Linked DNA regions of Mus musculus: region 2 is linked to region 1. The links are chromatin contacts, called in public HiChIP or PLAC-seq maps. All regions are on one chromosome and are shown on one strand. The core of a region is the stretch at or near the end of the contact, and the rest is flanking DNA. Distances in the headings are between cores, read along the strand shown.

What was found. HiChIP or PLAC-seq counts read pairs in DNA pulled down with a chosen protein or histone mark.
Region 2: an H3K27ac HiChIP or PLAC-seq map of neural progenitor cells shows a contact between it and region 1, with 4 times the contacts expected there. The contact joins two enhancer-like sites. A contact is called at or near these places in 1 of 39 promoter capture datasets (hippocampal neurons), 11 of 484 Hi-C or Micro-C datasets (the C2C12 cell line, cerebellar granule neurons, cerebellum and 8 more) and 1 of 115 datasets of contacts at active chromatin or transcription factors (neural progenitor cells).

Annotation. Positions count from the first base shown.
Region 1 is chr1:89,232,826-89,240,195 of GRCm38.p6, reverse strand. No RefSeq gene overlaps it. Among named protein-coding and RNA genes, the nearest start is that of Gm34331, 130 kb to the right of the region's middle. Within about 2 kb of position 4,640, at least 85 of the 459 cell types and tissues checked have an H3K27ac peak or open chromatin away from gene starts, as enhancers often do. A contact at or near this core is called in neural progenitor cells and stem cell-derived neural stem cells, where this site is marked.
Region 2 is chr1:89,298,128-89,305,497 of GRCm38.p6, reverse strand. No RefSeq gene overlaps it. Among named protein-coding and RNA genes, the nearest start is that of Gm41913, 86 kb to the left of the region's middle. Within about 2 kb of position 2,642, at least 59 of the 459 cell types and tissues checked have an H3K27ac peak or open chromatin away from gene starts, as enhancers often do. A contact at or near this core is called in neural progenitor cells and stem cell-derived neural stem cells, where this site is marked.

The DNA of each region.
Region 1 (7,370 bases), core at 3,391-5,890:
ACCCAAAGAGCTGCTATGCCTGATGAGTCCCAGAGGTTGATCTGAGCTCAGGCAGAGCCAGGGCAGCAGTAAGGTGGTCCCATTGTTTACAGGTGTGGGCTAAGCAAGGCTCTGCAGGGGAACATAGGTAAAGAGATATGGACTCCAGGAAATGGCAGCTCAGTCTCTGTCCCTTTAAGGATTAGAGAGATGACACAGGGTTGGTTTCCATCTTTGTACATCTCTGCAACTCTAGAAGCAAACCCAGCCTTGATACTCAGGACTGTTCTAGTGAATAAATGACTGAACGAGAGGGAGAGGCCATTTGGGATGTCTTGAAGGAAAATCAATCCATCAATTAATCATTCTATTGGGCCCTGCACTGCTCAGGAGTAGGATGCGTGACTCATTAATCCTGCCATCTACTCAGTAAGCAATTCACTGACAATTCTGTTCCAAGGGCTCCCCTGGGTTGATGCTAGGGAGGGGTCACAAAGACAGACCGCTCTGGATATTTGGATGGGCAACTCTGAAACACTAAGCAGGCCAGGAGGGACTTCAGTTGCAAGCAGAGCAGAGCAGGTCCCAAGGGCTGGGCTGCAATCAGTTTAGAAAAGGAGCCATTGAGGCAGGCAGAAGAGATCAACAAAGATCTGGGGAAAGTGAGGGGCCTGCATTCCTTGTGGCTGAGGAGGGACACAGTGAAATAACCCACAGCCTCCAGGCAACTGGGACAAAGAAGACAAAGAGTAAGGCCCTGCTGTGGTTTTCTGGGAACAAATATTGGGAAACCATGGGAGGTGAAGGGAGATGATGGTGGGATGTCTCAGCTGCAGACCTGACCGTGGAGGAATCTTTTAAAAGGCTGGGTACCATTTCTGCCCTTCCGTGGGCTGCAGTCTCTAAAGTAGCTGTAGAAATACATGGAGTCACGAGCAGGGCTGTGTCCTGATGAAACCTCTGATGGACATGACGTTGGAATTCCAGAGAGTTCTTGTGCATCACAAAATGCTATACTTCTGATTTTTCTTCTGATCATCAGAAAGTAAAGAGACTATTCTTTCCTGCCTATGAGCCACATGACAACGGACAGTCATCAGAGCTGGCCTATGAACATGACTTGGTGGCCATTGGAGTATATAGTTCTCAGACATTTGTTGTTACAGTACAGGTCTGGCTCTTGCATTAGGGGCTTCTAAGCTCTCAGCCAGACTAATTCAGGATCTCTCTCTCTCTCTCTCTCTCTCTCTCTCTCTCTCTCTCTCTCTGTGTGTGTGTGTGTGTGTGTGTGTGTGTGTGTGTAATTGTGGACTCATGTGCCCATGAGTGCATGTAGAGGTTAGAGAAGAATTTCAGCTGTCATTCCTCAGACATAGCCACCCTTTGAAAAAATTGAGCCTGGATTTCTCATTTCTCACTGGCCTGGAGTTTGGAGTTTGCCAAAGAGGCTAGGCTGTCTGGGCAGCAAGCCTCAGGAGTCCATCTGTCTCTACCTCCCCAGTACTGGGATTACAGTGTGTCCCAACAACCCTTGATTCGTTAACATAAGTTTGGAGCTCGAACTCTAGCTCTCTTGATTGCAAGGAAAACATCTTAATGACGGAGCCCTATCCCTACCTCCACAGATCATCTTTGAGAGCCAGTGATATCTTAAAAGCCCAGCAGAACTGTTGGAAAAGGCGAGTAGCGTTATCAAGTTCTACCAAGGTTGGAATTCAGAGCATGAAGGGGGTCACTGAGGACTAGGTCCATGATGGGAGGTGGGATCCCCACAGAAGGCCACTGTCTGCGTACGCATGGGGTGCCTCTAGGGCAGCAGGAGTAGCAGTTGCCGCTTTTTCCACAGCATCCGTACTTGTGAGCAGGTGTGGCCAAGTCATGCGTGTTTCCTGGTTTTCCACATTTGCCAGTAAACCAATGTGAGGGCTTCCCCTGATTTGTGGGATCCTTTTCTCTGGATAGGGGGGTGGGGAGCTAAGTGTCTGAAGATTCCTCCCCTCATCATAGTAAATGCAGGCACAATGAATGCACTGTCGCCACCTGGGGCAGTCAGATGTGCACAGCCCTGGCAATAACTTGAAGAGAAAAGTTAAGGACTAAAGGGGGTGGGAGGAGAGAAGGAAGGAGGAAGATGGGGGAGGAGGAGGGAGAAGGGGGAGTTAAGGGGAAGGGGAGGAAGAGGGAGGAGGGAAAGGAGGAGGAGAAGGGGGAGGGGAAGGGGAAGAGGAGGGGGAGGAGGGGGAGGTTTTAAGCCACAGCATTCAGTGGGAGCTAAATCTGCTCCCTCATTCTTGGATCTGGAGACATGACAGATGGCAAGTGGGACCCGACAGCCAGACTGGAGCCTCAGAATATGCTCGCCCCATGTTCTCATGTGTGTGTGTGAGTGTACGTCTGTCTGTAAAGAAGCCTAAATATCAAGTATATGTGCATGAACACAGGTGGGGTCCTTAGGTCGGCTTCTGGTGTCTCAATCACTCTCCGTTTTGAGACTGTTTCTCAGTGAACCTGGAGTTTACCACTTCAGCTAGACTGTCCAGCCATCAAGTTCCTGAGACCAGCCTCTTCCTGTCTTCACAGTGCTGGGGTCCCAGATGCACACTGCCACCCCATCCGGCTTTTACGTGGGTGCTGTGGATTTGAACTCAGATTCTCACGCTTGCACATCAAACACTTTACATAACAAGGCATCTCCCCAGTTCCCTCATCTTGTCTTGATAGCAACAGCCAGAGTGTCTAATTTATCTCAATATACTTAATGTACATCCTAATAAACAAGATGTGAGACCAGGCGGGTGCTTGAAACGGCTTAGAAACTAGGTGGTTGCTATGTGCAAAACAGGCCCAAGTAATGCTTTTGTGCTTTGAAATAATGGGAATAATAAATGTTTGCTGTAGGATGCTACAGACTAACAGAGGCAGAGGGGAGAGAGGGCTGCCTTCAGGTGGAGCAGCTCACCATGAAGGCTCATCCCCAGGTCCCCTGTGGCTTAGGTTTCCTCTTCTGGGCTCAGTCTTGCTGCGAAAAGTCCTTGTGGGCTTCCGGATCCATCTTGGCTTCCGTGGATCCCGCTGTTGATAGCTCTCATGTGGCCTTCTGTGATCAGCTCACAGCACTGTTGGGGACAGTCTAGTCTTTCACTTCCCGAAGACCTAGGTCCCTGGAACATACTTCTCTTGTCTTCTTGAGAAGAGATCTTGTCCTGATCTTTTTGGGGGTGTAGTTTCTTCTAGCACCGCTCCTTGACGCATCGGGGAGCTTCTGAAAAGCATCTGGCCCACCTGCTGCACCCAGGGCTTCTTGAAGGACTTTGCCCAAGGCTTTTCTAGAGCGCAAGTACTGAACTTTCATAATTCTCCATCCCCATTCATAGATATCTAATTACCAATATCTTATGTGTTCCAATAAGAAGTTTCCTCTCAAAACACAACTATCCCCAGAGAAGTCACATCCTGGCCTCTATAGACTTGCTGGGTGCAAGTTCACACTCTCCAGGAACCAGCTGTGACAAGGGCAGGAGGGTTGTCTCGTGTGAATCACAGATTCTTAAACTGAAGGTCATGACTTGGTATGGGGCCATGAAAATGAACACGGGGGTCATGAAAGATGTGGCTGGCAAAAAGGTTTCTGAATATTCAGTGGCCAAACTTTAAATCCCACTCACACAGGAGTCTGCTGGGAACTGAGTCTGCTGGGAACTCGGTGGAAGGTGAGCGAAGCCTCCTTGGCCACGCCCTTGTCTTTACCTGCAGTGGACACTACACTGACCAACAGAGATCATCATTAGAACAACTGGGGTGGGGGAGTCACTTCGATATGCACCTTTGAAGAGGGCTTAGGCTCAAAGTGTGTCTCCTGAGAGCCCCTCACTGTGTCTGCCTCTTGCTTTCTTCCCTCCGTCCCTCCGTCCCTCCCTCCTTCTGTTTCTGTCTTGTGTCTTGTGTCTCCGTCTCTCTCCTTGGGTGTCTATGTCTTCTTTTCTCTGTCTTCCCTCTGTATCCCCGATTTTATGTCTCCATTTTTGTCTCTCTCCCTGTACATCTCTGTCTTTTTGCCTATCTGTCTTTCTCCTCTTGCTGTGCATCTCTCTCCCTTTATAAAGCATTTTAGGAGCTGGAGAGATGGTTAAGAGCACTCACTACTCTTCCAGAGAACCCAATTTCGATTCCAGCACCGATATGGCAACTCACAACTGTATCTCCGGTTCCAGGAGATCTAGTAACCTCTTCTGGCCTTTATGGGCATAAAGTCCATACGATACACAGACACGCAAGCAGGTAAAACACTCATACGCATTATGTATATGTATGTGTATGTATATACTTTTTAAATGTTTATTTGAGAGGGAGGGAAGGTGATATCATGGTTCACAAGAAAAGGCCACAGTCCTAGAGTCTAAGTTGGGGTTCTCTTCTACTGTGCAGGGTCAAGGGATCAAAGTGAGGTCGTCAAGCTTGGAGGCCAAGTGCCTATGCCTTCCGAGCCACCGAGCCAACCCGTCTCTGTCTCTGTTTTTCCCTCCTGTCTGTCTTCCCTCCTGCTCTTCCATCTCTCACTATACACAGGATCAGCTTCTCCTTTCCTGGCTGCTGACCAGAACATCACCCTGAGGCCACAGGCTGTTCAAAAAGGAGGAAGTTCTTTAGCAGCTTGCCCGTTGTCACGGCAACTGTTTCCTTGCTAGCCAAAACATTCACTTTGCATTCTCCCTTGCATGGGTTTCCTGGTCAGATTTTTTTCCTGCAGTGACATCTAGTGTCCAAACACTATGGAAAAAAAAAATCCAATGATTTATGACTGGTCTTGAGGACACTATCATAGCAGAGGGTGTCTGTGGCCCTAGACCCTATACTGTGCCCCTCTGAGCTAGACTAAAAGGTGTTCAAGGGGCTGCTTCGGACCCTTGCTTCATATCACCACTCCTGTAATGGCTTTTTCTCTTCCTGAGTCCTTGATGGTTGCTTCTTTGCTGTCTGTGCTGGACAAGATTCTGTCACTTGTCCCAGGTGTCAGCAGCAATCTGCACCTCCTCGTCCTCTGTCACTCACTCTTATAGGGTGACACGCATGGATGTAGACACGCCTCTGAAGACACCGGACAGCACCCACCCCCATGCTTCCTCTTTGCTACTCAGACTTCTCCAGCAGCCTCATGTGGGAACAGGGCGGGAAGTGACACAGACAGAAACCTCCTGGTCAGGCCCCGAGTGAAATGACCCAGTCGTTTCCTACAGAGACCCAGATTGGGGGCGATCAATCCAGAATGGTTCAACACCTGGATGGTCTCTGGGTCTCACCCAGTTTGGGGAGCAGGGAGCATCCCCGTCATCCCAGCTTTACCCACGTGTGCATGCTTTACCCTGGCCACCCCCTTGTGCTGCTGGTGTCCCCAGTTTTCAAGATGACTTTAGGGCTGGTCTGTCAAGAAGTGGAGCCACTGGCTTTCTACTGCATTCAGAATTCTGCTAAGGGGATTCCCTGGGAAGGGACAGGGAAAAAGTTGAGCACAGGGGACGCCAAGGAGAAGGTGGTTGGGAGTGAGCACGTAGCAAAAGCTTCACTGGAAATGGGAAGAAGGAAGTCAGAAATAATGAACGAGTCAAGCAGCAACCGGAAATGAGCCGTCCTAGGTTTTTAAAGTGGGAGCCACTCTGAGTAGCGTGAGGAAGTCTCTTTTTTCCTCTGGGATGTGGATTATCCTTTTTTTTTTTTTTTCAGCGTATCTGCATGGTTTATGTAACCCATCCATTAATCTCTGTGATGGTAAGCTCTGTTAATTTGACATAACCTAGAATCGCTGTGGATGAGAGAATCTCAGTGAGATTGTTCATATCAGATGGGCCTATAGGCATGTCTGTGGAAGGTTGTCTTGACTGTCTTCATTGATGTGGGAAGACCCAGCCTAAATGTGGGCTGAGCCTTCTGGTAGCAGGTCAGATAAAGAACCTGGAAAGAGAAGAGCGTTGACTTCTTTTTTTCCTAACTGGCTTTCATTCTCACTGATGGGCTCATCTACTCCATTGCTGCTGCCGCTTCCTTCACTAATATTAGCACCATCCTGACGCTGCTAACAAGCTGAAGACCAGCAGCTCTCAAGAATCCTCCAGGCCTTTGGCACCAGATGGGGACTGCTGGTGTGTTGAGAGGGAGAGGCCACTGAGTAGAGACCTCGGGGTTGGTGCCTAACAAACCGATGGATGGGAAATGCTGAAGATGGAGCTGGGGCTTTGGAAAGGGGAGTGTTAGTAGTACTGTGTCCAACACAGAACCTGTGAAATGTACAGGAAGAAAATGCCACAGCCAACAGACAAAGCTCTCCAAGAGCAGAGTAAAGGATGCACTGGAGACCTGAATGGGCTCATTAGCACCTTAATGGTATTTAAAGCAATATGCAAGTTTTCAGATTGTTGAAGCATGTTTGTGTGTGTGTAAGAGACGTGTGTATGCAAATCCATGTTTGTTTGTATATATGTGGGGGGGCATGCTTGAATGTGTATATATCCATGTCTGTATGTGTACAGAAATATGTTTGTGTGCATGTATGTGTGCAGAAGAATGCTCGTGTGCGTGTGCGTGTGTGCTGCTGATACTAGGGTTGCAAATGTGTTTCCTCCCATGGGAAAAAGCTTTGCTGTGGGACACCACCCAGAGCAGAATCTGATCAGCATAGAACCAACCACCAGGCATCGAGTCAGGAACTCACCCAGAGCGTGAGATACATGTCCCAGAGGTGAAGCTGGAGGAGGCTTGCTCCCATGAGCCTTATCACCAGCAGGCTGGCCAGAGAGCTCTGCAGGATGCATGAGGCTGTGGCAGTAATCTTGGGCACTGCTGATTTACAAATTGTACCAGTCTGGCACTCACACTGTTTGCTCGGCTTTAACCTGAAGCTGGAACTGGTTGTCCGGGCAACAGAAAGGGATTTCTGGGTTCTCAAACTGGAAGTTTAACTGGAGAGTTTGTGACACTCAGGACTGCTTAGGGATGGGCCCACCAGCTCCTCCTCATCTGGGAAATGCTTGTCCTGGCCTCATTCATGTTCAGCCCCAGGATCAGAGACACTGGTGTGGTTTCCTCTTGTGATGGCACAGGAGTGGTTCTCCACTTCAGCACCACAGATGTTTGGAAACTGTCTGTACACTGGGATCATTGGCTCACTGGTAGGAAATCCTCGGAGCATGCATTTCCATAAGCCATTCATGCTGGAACACTCCAGAAGACTCCAGAACTTGAGTCTCCCCAGGGTCTGAGCAGAGCTAAAGTATGGGTGTTTGGCATCAAGGAAAGAATTTGACACTCAGCCCCCTGGAGCTGTACAGGGGAATAGAGGACCTGCCTGATGTGAAGTTTCGACTGCCTGACCCCTGGCTTCTGCTCCCCACGGAGATCCA
Region 2 (7,370 bases), core at 1,393-3,892, 67 kb before region 1:
ATTTTCCCAAGATCATTGGCAAGATACACCCTTCCACTGGCATGTGTCACTGTGTCACTAACAGGCATTGAGTTCCCATAGTGCCCTCTTTGAGAACTCGCTGTTCTGCCCGACTCATCTATTTGTCTGTTCCAGACTCAATGCCACATTCCCACGACCTTGAAGACAGACTTAATATGTGTTAATTCAAACCATCTGTTCCTTGTTTGTAAGATCAACTTAAGTATTAGTGGACTTTCATTTCACCATGAAGTTTTCAAATGAGTTACTCCATTTCTAAAAACAAACTGAAGTCTCACTGAGCTCCCGCCGAATTTATAGATCGGGTTGGGAATAGTTAACATCTTTGTGGCAGGAAACCGCCTCTCCCAACAGTCCGGGTCGTCTCTCCATCCATTCAAGCACATCTTCTGTTCTGTTTCTCCATCAGAAACCTTCAGATTACAGGCTCATCTGACTTGTGAGCACCCAAGCATGTGCTACCCTGGGAGTGCTTCTCACTGGCTTAGAACACGACATCCAAGGTCTGAGCAGGGATGTGGTGCAGGGTGGTGATCGCAGTGCTTTGGAAGCTGAGGCAGGAGGATGGAGAGGTCCAAGCCAGACTGGGTTGCATAGCAAGACCCTGTTGTTTTAAAACTGTCTATTTTGAAAAGGTCTCATAATAAACCTTTAGTGAACAGTATTTTTTGGCTCCAACACACTATGGAACCCATTGTGTACCTCAGGTAGACCATCTCATGGTAATGACCTCTTGTCCTTCCCCATTGAAATCTTAAGCCCTTTGTGCTGTTGACCACGGCATCCACCAATGCCAGTGAAATGGCCATTCTATCTCATGGCCCCCCATGGAATGGCTTTAGAGGGTTTCTGGCTGTCTCCAGATGTTTGTTACACAACAAGTCAAATAAGGGAAATCCCCCCTTTTTACTTTGCTAAGTATTTCTTCAAACATAGTAAACACTGCTGAGTACTTTCCCTCCGTCTGCTGAGACGTCTGTGTGCTATTTTCTTCCTTCATCTATTGTTCTCTGAGTTGTCTGAAGCTAATCCCACAACTATAGCTGTGTGCCTGACTGTGGTAGAACTCATTCTTTTTTTTTTTTATTTTATTTTTTATTAGATATTTTCTTTATATACATTTCAAATGCTATCCTGAAAGTTTCCTATACCCTCCCTCTACCCTGCTCCCCTACCCACCCACTCCTGCTTCTTAGCCCTGGCATTTCCCTGTACTGGGGCATATAAAGTTTGCAAGACCAGGGGGCCTCTTTTTCCAGTGATGGCCAACTAGGCCATCCTCTGCTATATATACAGCTAGAGACACGAGCTCTGGGGGTACTGGTTAGTTCATATTGTTGTTCCACCTATAGGGTTGCAGATCCCTGGTAGAACTCGTTCTTTCATAAAGTTTCAGACACGCATGGCTGTGGAACCACACTCCTATTAGCACTCAGGCGGCTAAGGTTGGAGGATATTAAGTTCAAGGATAGCCTGGGCTACATAGTAAGACCCCCCTTTTAAAAATGGTTTTTTTCTTCTTTCTGTAGGGGCTGGAGAGATGGCCAGAGGTCGAGTGTTTGCTCCTCCTGAGAGGAGTCCCATTTGGTTCCCAGCGCACACATGGAGTGGCTCACAATTGCCAGTGAGTCTAGCTCTAGGGGATCTTTACATCCACAAGTGGTATACACTGAGAGACACATAGATATGCACATAAATAAAAATAAAAGTTCCAAAATGGGGAGCACTCACATGATGCACAGACACATGTGCAGGAAAAATACCCCCCCCACACACACACACATAAATAAAATACAAATTAAAAGCAGGGCAAAGGTAATGTGGTCAGGTGTCCCAAGTCATTTTAGCTTACTTCCCTGGGTTAGTAGCATTGATCTTGACCTCAGAAATGTGCTTTGCAACCAGGATCAAATGCTTCAGAAATTCTGGTAGTAAAACAGGGGTACCTACCAAAAGCTGTGCCATTATCTCTCCGAGAACACCCAGAGATTATATTTGCAGTTGATGTGATCTTAAAAAGTGAAAGAGGAGAAACGGTGTGTAATGGGATCAGGAGTGCCCGTGCAAAATGTCATCACAGCTGTCCCCTCCCCGGCTCCCACCCTGTCAGGGTGCCCCCCCCTCCAACTCAGCTGCCGGAACCATCTGAATGAGTTTAATGATCCATTCCTCCAAGGGGCCTGCGAGTCTCCTTTGGCTACCACCGTCAGCTCATCGACTGGACTCATCAGCTGGAGGGATGGGAGACATTTGGTGCTACTCTTAACCCTGAACTCTGAATCATGGCGTTCCTCTCTGCGCAGCTTTAGGGGATGATGGAGAACCTGAGGGTGACTCAATCAAAGCTAGCAGACGCGCTGCAGATCCGGAGAAAGATCTCCTACAAACGTAAATGTAACCGAAAGCGGGATGCCATTTCTTCTTGTGGCGGGGCTCCCGTCAGGCCTGGTGTCAGATCCCCGGACCCCCACTTCTCACTAAGCTTTGCTGAGGAGCCTCCTGGGCACTGGGCTGCATGGCGGCCGAGTCGGCTGAACGCTGAATTGTCAAACTGTGTGTCTCACGGAAGACGCGGAAGACGCGTGTTTGCCGACCGTGGGAACAGCCTGTGCTTGGAGAAGCATCTTCCGCTTCCCATCTCTGTCTCAGGGACTTCAGGAGTCTCATCCGCCTCCCCTCCCTGGCAGGAAGCCTTCTTTAGTCTCATTTGTTCCTGATGTGGTTTCTGTGGTTTCCAAAGAGAGCAGAAATGCCCAGCCGTGCTGGTTTCCTCTTTTTCTACAAACCCACTATTATCTCCCTGGCGTTTTCCTTTGAAAATGATTTCTGGGTTGAGAAATGCTTGTGTGTGTGTGTCTGGAAGATGCAGCGTGACTCCTCTGCATCTCTCACACTGTCGGGCACCCTGAAATGTTGCTGTTTGCTTCGTGGGCATCATTTTGGCTGCCAACCTCTCTCTGGTGGGCGTAGACAATGTGTCTGCTCTCCGAGAAAGCTTCCCGCCCCCCACCCCCAGACTGAGGGTGGGGGCGGGGCATGGACTGGGCCCACAGCTAGGCAGGCATGGGGACAGAGGCCAGCTGTGACTGCTGACTGTCTGGGATAACACGTGTTCAGGACCTTGACTTCTTTCTTAACAGGAGCACCTCCAAGGCTCCTTTGAGTCTCAATGATTTTATTTCCTTCACACAACCATTGGCTTTACACATGGTAGGATGCCCCCCCTCCCAAACCCCCAGGTCCCGCCCCCTCCCCCCTTCCCCCCAAGAACTGTATTCCCTTTACAGAGTTCATGTGATAAGTCTTCATCTTATGCCATTTTCCAAGTGAGACATCAGGGCTTTGGGAAATGGTGAGTCAGAATGGTAGAACTCACTCAAACTCTTCTCTCAGGCACATTGTGACAGACCCAGAATAGGCCCCTGGATCACTCTCCAGTGTCACAGGAACCTTTCCTGATAGAACCTATCCTTTCCTCTCCAGAGGGAGTCTTTAGTTCTTCTGTGTACCTGAGCCATGGGGTGGGCCAGGTCTCTGAGCAGGCCAGGTCCAAACATGCATCTCTATACGTAGTTCCCAGGACATCATTGGAAAGGAGATAGGGGATTGACTAAACAAGCACAACTGTAGGACTGGGAAGCCATGAGGGAGTGGTAAGCTCTGGGTTCTGTCAGCAGAGCCCCAAGGTAGAGCCCTGTAGGTCACCTGCCCTGGCCTGAGTTCATGGGCCTCAGTGTGTCAGGTGTGGGGGAGGGTGGACTGGTGACTTTGAGGACTTCACCCAGGTTGTGGTGCCATCTGCCCCTTCGCGCGACCCCAGTACTGTCACATTTAAGACGTGGGTGTTTTGTTTCTCTTCTTTCATAACTGAAAAGGTGGCCTGAGATGTAGGCCCTGCACAATGATCTCTAGAAAGACTTTTCTAGCCTGGCGTGTGTACCCATCTGTTTCATCAAGAGCCATGCCATTGGCTGTGGAAGTAGAGAAGTGGCTGGAATTCTGTAGGGAGGAGAGTGGCGGGGGGCAGTAGAGTGAAGGGCAGGGAATGCCCACAGTGAAGCAACTGAGGGGAAATGTAATCCCCTGTAAGAGGCACTGCCAGGGAGGGCGTAACCCATACCTAACCCCGGTGGTGACACCGGGGGATTTACTGGAAGTTTTCTGCCACCACCAGCCTGGAAGGAGCACTGTACAACAGATCAGAGAGAAGAGTTGGGCTGGAGGGTGGATAGAGACAGGGGTGGGGGAGACAGGAGACTAGAGGGTCAAAGGTGGTCTGTGTCTGTGCTTTGTTAGGGTAGTCCCCAGAAAACGAATACAGCACCCATGAATGCCCTCTTCCTAAGGTGGCTTCCATGAAGACCTGGCCTAACCGTCTCTACCCCTAATAGGACACTTTCCTCCTTGACAATGGCCTGAACGTAGCCATTTACCTGGACAATAGGATGTAGCGAAAATGAAGGGATTCTATTGGCTAAGGCTGTGACATCCATGGTCGGCCATGTTTCATGCTGATTCTCCTGCACCCTTTGATGAAATACGCTACAGGCTGGGGGGGGGGGCGGGACCCAACAGAAGACTGCTGATAAATTCCACTGGCAGGAACTGCACAAACCCTGGTGTGTGGGTGGGTGTGTTAGAGGAAAGGGTGGCTCACAGACATCCTGCTTCCAATAACAGGATCTTCCTTCTTTGCGAAGCACCATAGTGACAGTTTGTATGAACCCTTGGACCAGAGCAGGGGTTCTTAAACCATGGTTCACAATACTTATATGGGGTTGGAGGCATAACTGAATGTGGAGTAGGGGACATTAGGAAAAAAATTTAGGCAACAGGAAAAGGTTACTGAGCATTTAATGACCAAAAAATGGTTCAAAATCAAATGTAAAATGAATCTGGGGTATTTTTGTCAGTGCTTACTCATGTTGTATCTTGTGAGTTTGCTTTAGCCTTGGTTCTGAGCATGCACAGGCCACCATCACACCATGTGGTCCTCGCTGCACATGGCATCACACCATGTGGTAAACACACACACACACACACACACACACACACACGATGTGTAAAACATCTCAGCTCACATGCATGGCCATCAGATGTTATGGGCTGCAGTGGTTTTACTGTCCATACACAGAGGCAGTTTAAGGAGGAAGGGTTTATTTTGCCTCAGAGTTTAAGGGAATCTAGTCCATCATGGTAGGGCAGGCATGGCGGCAGGAGAGTGAGGTGACTGGATTACATTGCAACTGAGTTAGTGAGCAGAAAGTGGGAAGTGAGGCCAAGCTACAAAGTCAAGCTACAACCCACTTCCTCTACTGAGACTACCCTCTAAAAGTTCCACAACCTTCCAAAAACAGTGCCACTATCAGGGGGCCAAGAATTTAAAGACATGTGCCTGTGAGAATCAGTTCACATTCAAACCATGAGGGCTCTTGTATGGCTGGAGAAGTCTGGGTGTGGGCCAGCTTCACAGCCTATGAAACCTGTTCATAGCGTGCTGGTCTCATCTCTCTCATCTCATCTCTCAGGCTCTGCCTGGCACCACCACAGAGCTTCCTGTCTAACTGCCTTGGGCATTGTTAGGACAATGAGTTTTGTTGTTATCTGCTTGTGTGTGTGTGTGTGTGTGTGTGTGTGTGTGTGTGTGTTGGGAGGCAGAGGGTGAGTTGTCCAGGCAGAGCTAAGAAGAACTGACATGGTTGGTGGAAAGTATGTAGGCTTAGGACTCATACCTTGGAGACAGTGGCCAGTGTTAGAGACATAGATGGTATAGAGACGCAACTATACAAACACAGAGCAGAAGAATGGAGATGTGATCTCTACAGATACACAGGCAGGTGTGGAGGTATAGGAGAGAGCATCAACAGCCCACAGGGCTTGCACATTCGGCTCTTGCCTTCAGGAGTGTGGATGCGGCACTGGAAGGTGAGCTGAGTATCTAGTGAGGTGATGCCAACCTTGCGTGTCCAGGGACTCCATGTTGAGAACTTCTGCTTAGAATCTGTTGACCTAGAACTGACAGCTCAATGCTGATCTTTCATTCATTGGCTAGGAGAGTGGAACAGTGTTACTTCAGTTCCCTCATCTATAAAACTGGCACCCAAAAGCACCCTCCTCCGAGAGAGGACACAGAGAACTGAGGCTTGTTTGTCTCACCACTTTGGTTTCTCTGGGGCTAAGTCCTTAGGGCAGGGTCAGCCCTGGGGACTTCACAGGGCACACAGGAAAAAAAATGATAGGGTACTGAGCAAGTGTGAGCTAATCTGTTACTCTCACACACAAAGCTAGACCAAAGAAAGAACTCTGCTCAGTCCCCTTCTGATTATCATCCCTAGAAGTCACTCCGTCTATTAAGACAGGGTTATTTTGAGTTTGTGTTTTAAATTACACACCTTCAATGGCTCCCAGGCCTCAGACCTGTGCAGTTAAAATGGAGTAAGCAGAAAAATGCCCTTGTCAGGATCACTGTCAACGTCAGACACAGCATCCTTAAACGTCTTCTGACAGAAGTGTGCTATATGCAAAGATGTGCAGGTTTTGAAAGCGCTGGTTACCAAGGAACTGTCCCATTTCAAATCCAGAATGAGTGGTGTGATGTCTTGTATTGTGCTCTTGTATTCTCCTTCCATAGAAGAAATTACCCAGTAAACCTCCTGTGCGCGTCCCTCTGCACTACCCAGTCGACAATATGATATTCTGGACTCGGATTTATGCTGGGAGGAGAGCTGTGTGTTTTGGATGAGTGTAATGACACCTTTGAACTTCACCTATGGGTTTTCTCTCACACTACACCCCAGGCTGAGTCTGTGGTGGGAACTGAGGCTCCACAATGGGGATTGGGGTGAATGGGGCCTCACACCATGGGACTGGGCTGCCTTATGACCAGGGAACTCGGAAAGATGCCCAAAGAATGTGGCACAACAGACAGGCATCCTCCAGGGATGCATCCAAGGGCCCCTGAGTGCCTGGAAGCTTCTGCAGGGAGCAAGTGTGCACTGTGTGCCAGGAACAGGCAGTCTTGACACTGCTTGACCTTTTCCTTCTATTTGGCATCTGATCACCATGCCAACCACCTTCACTTTGCAGGGATTGTGTTTAAAATGTCCCACAGGCGCCTGTACTTGAATACTTGATCCAGCTAGTGATGCTATTGTTTAGCCTTGGCCTCACCGGAGGAGGTTGAGTCAGGAGGAGCAGGTCTTGGAGGTGGTAGCTGCCTCTGGTTTTGATCATCCTGGCCAGCAGTAGTGTGAGAAGTCTGTTGTACACTCCAGCCACCATACTTTCTCAGCCACGATGGACTGAAGCTCCCCTGGGAACCAATCGCTCAAAGAAACCTTTCCTTCCCA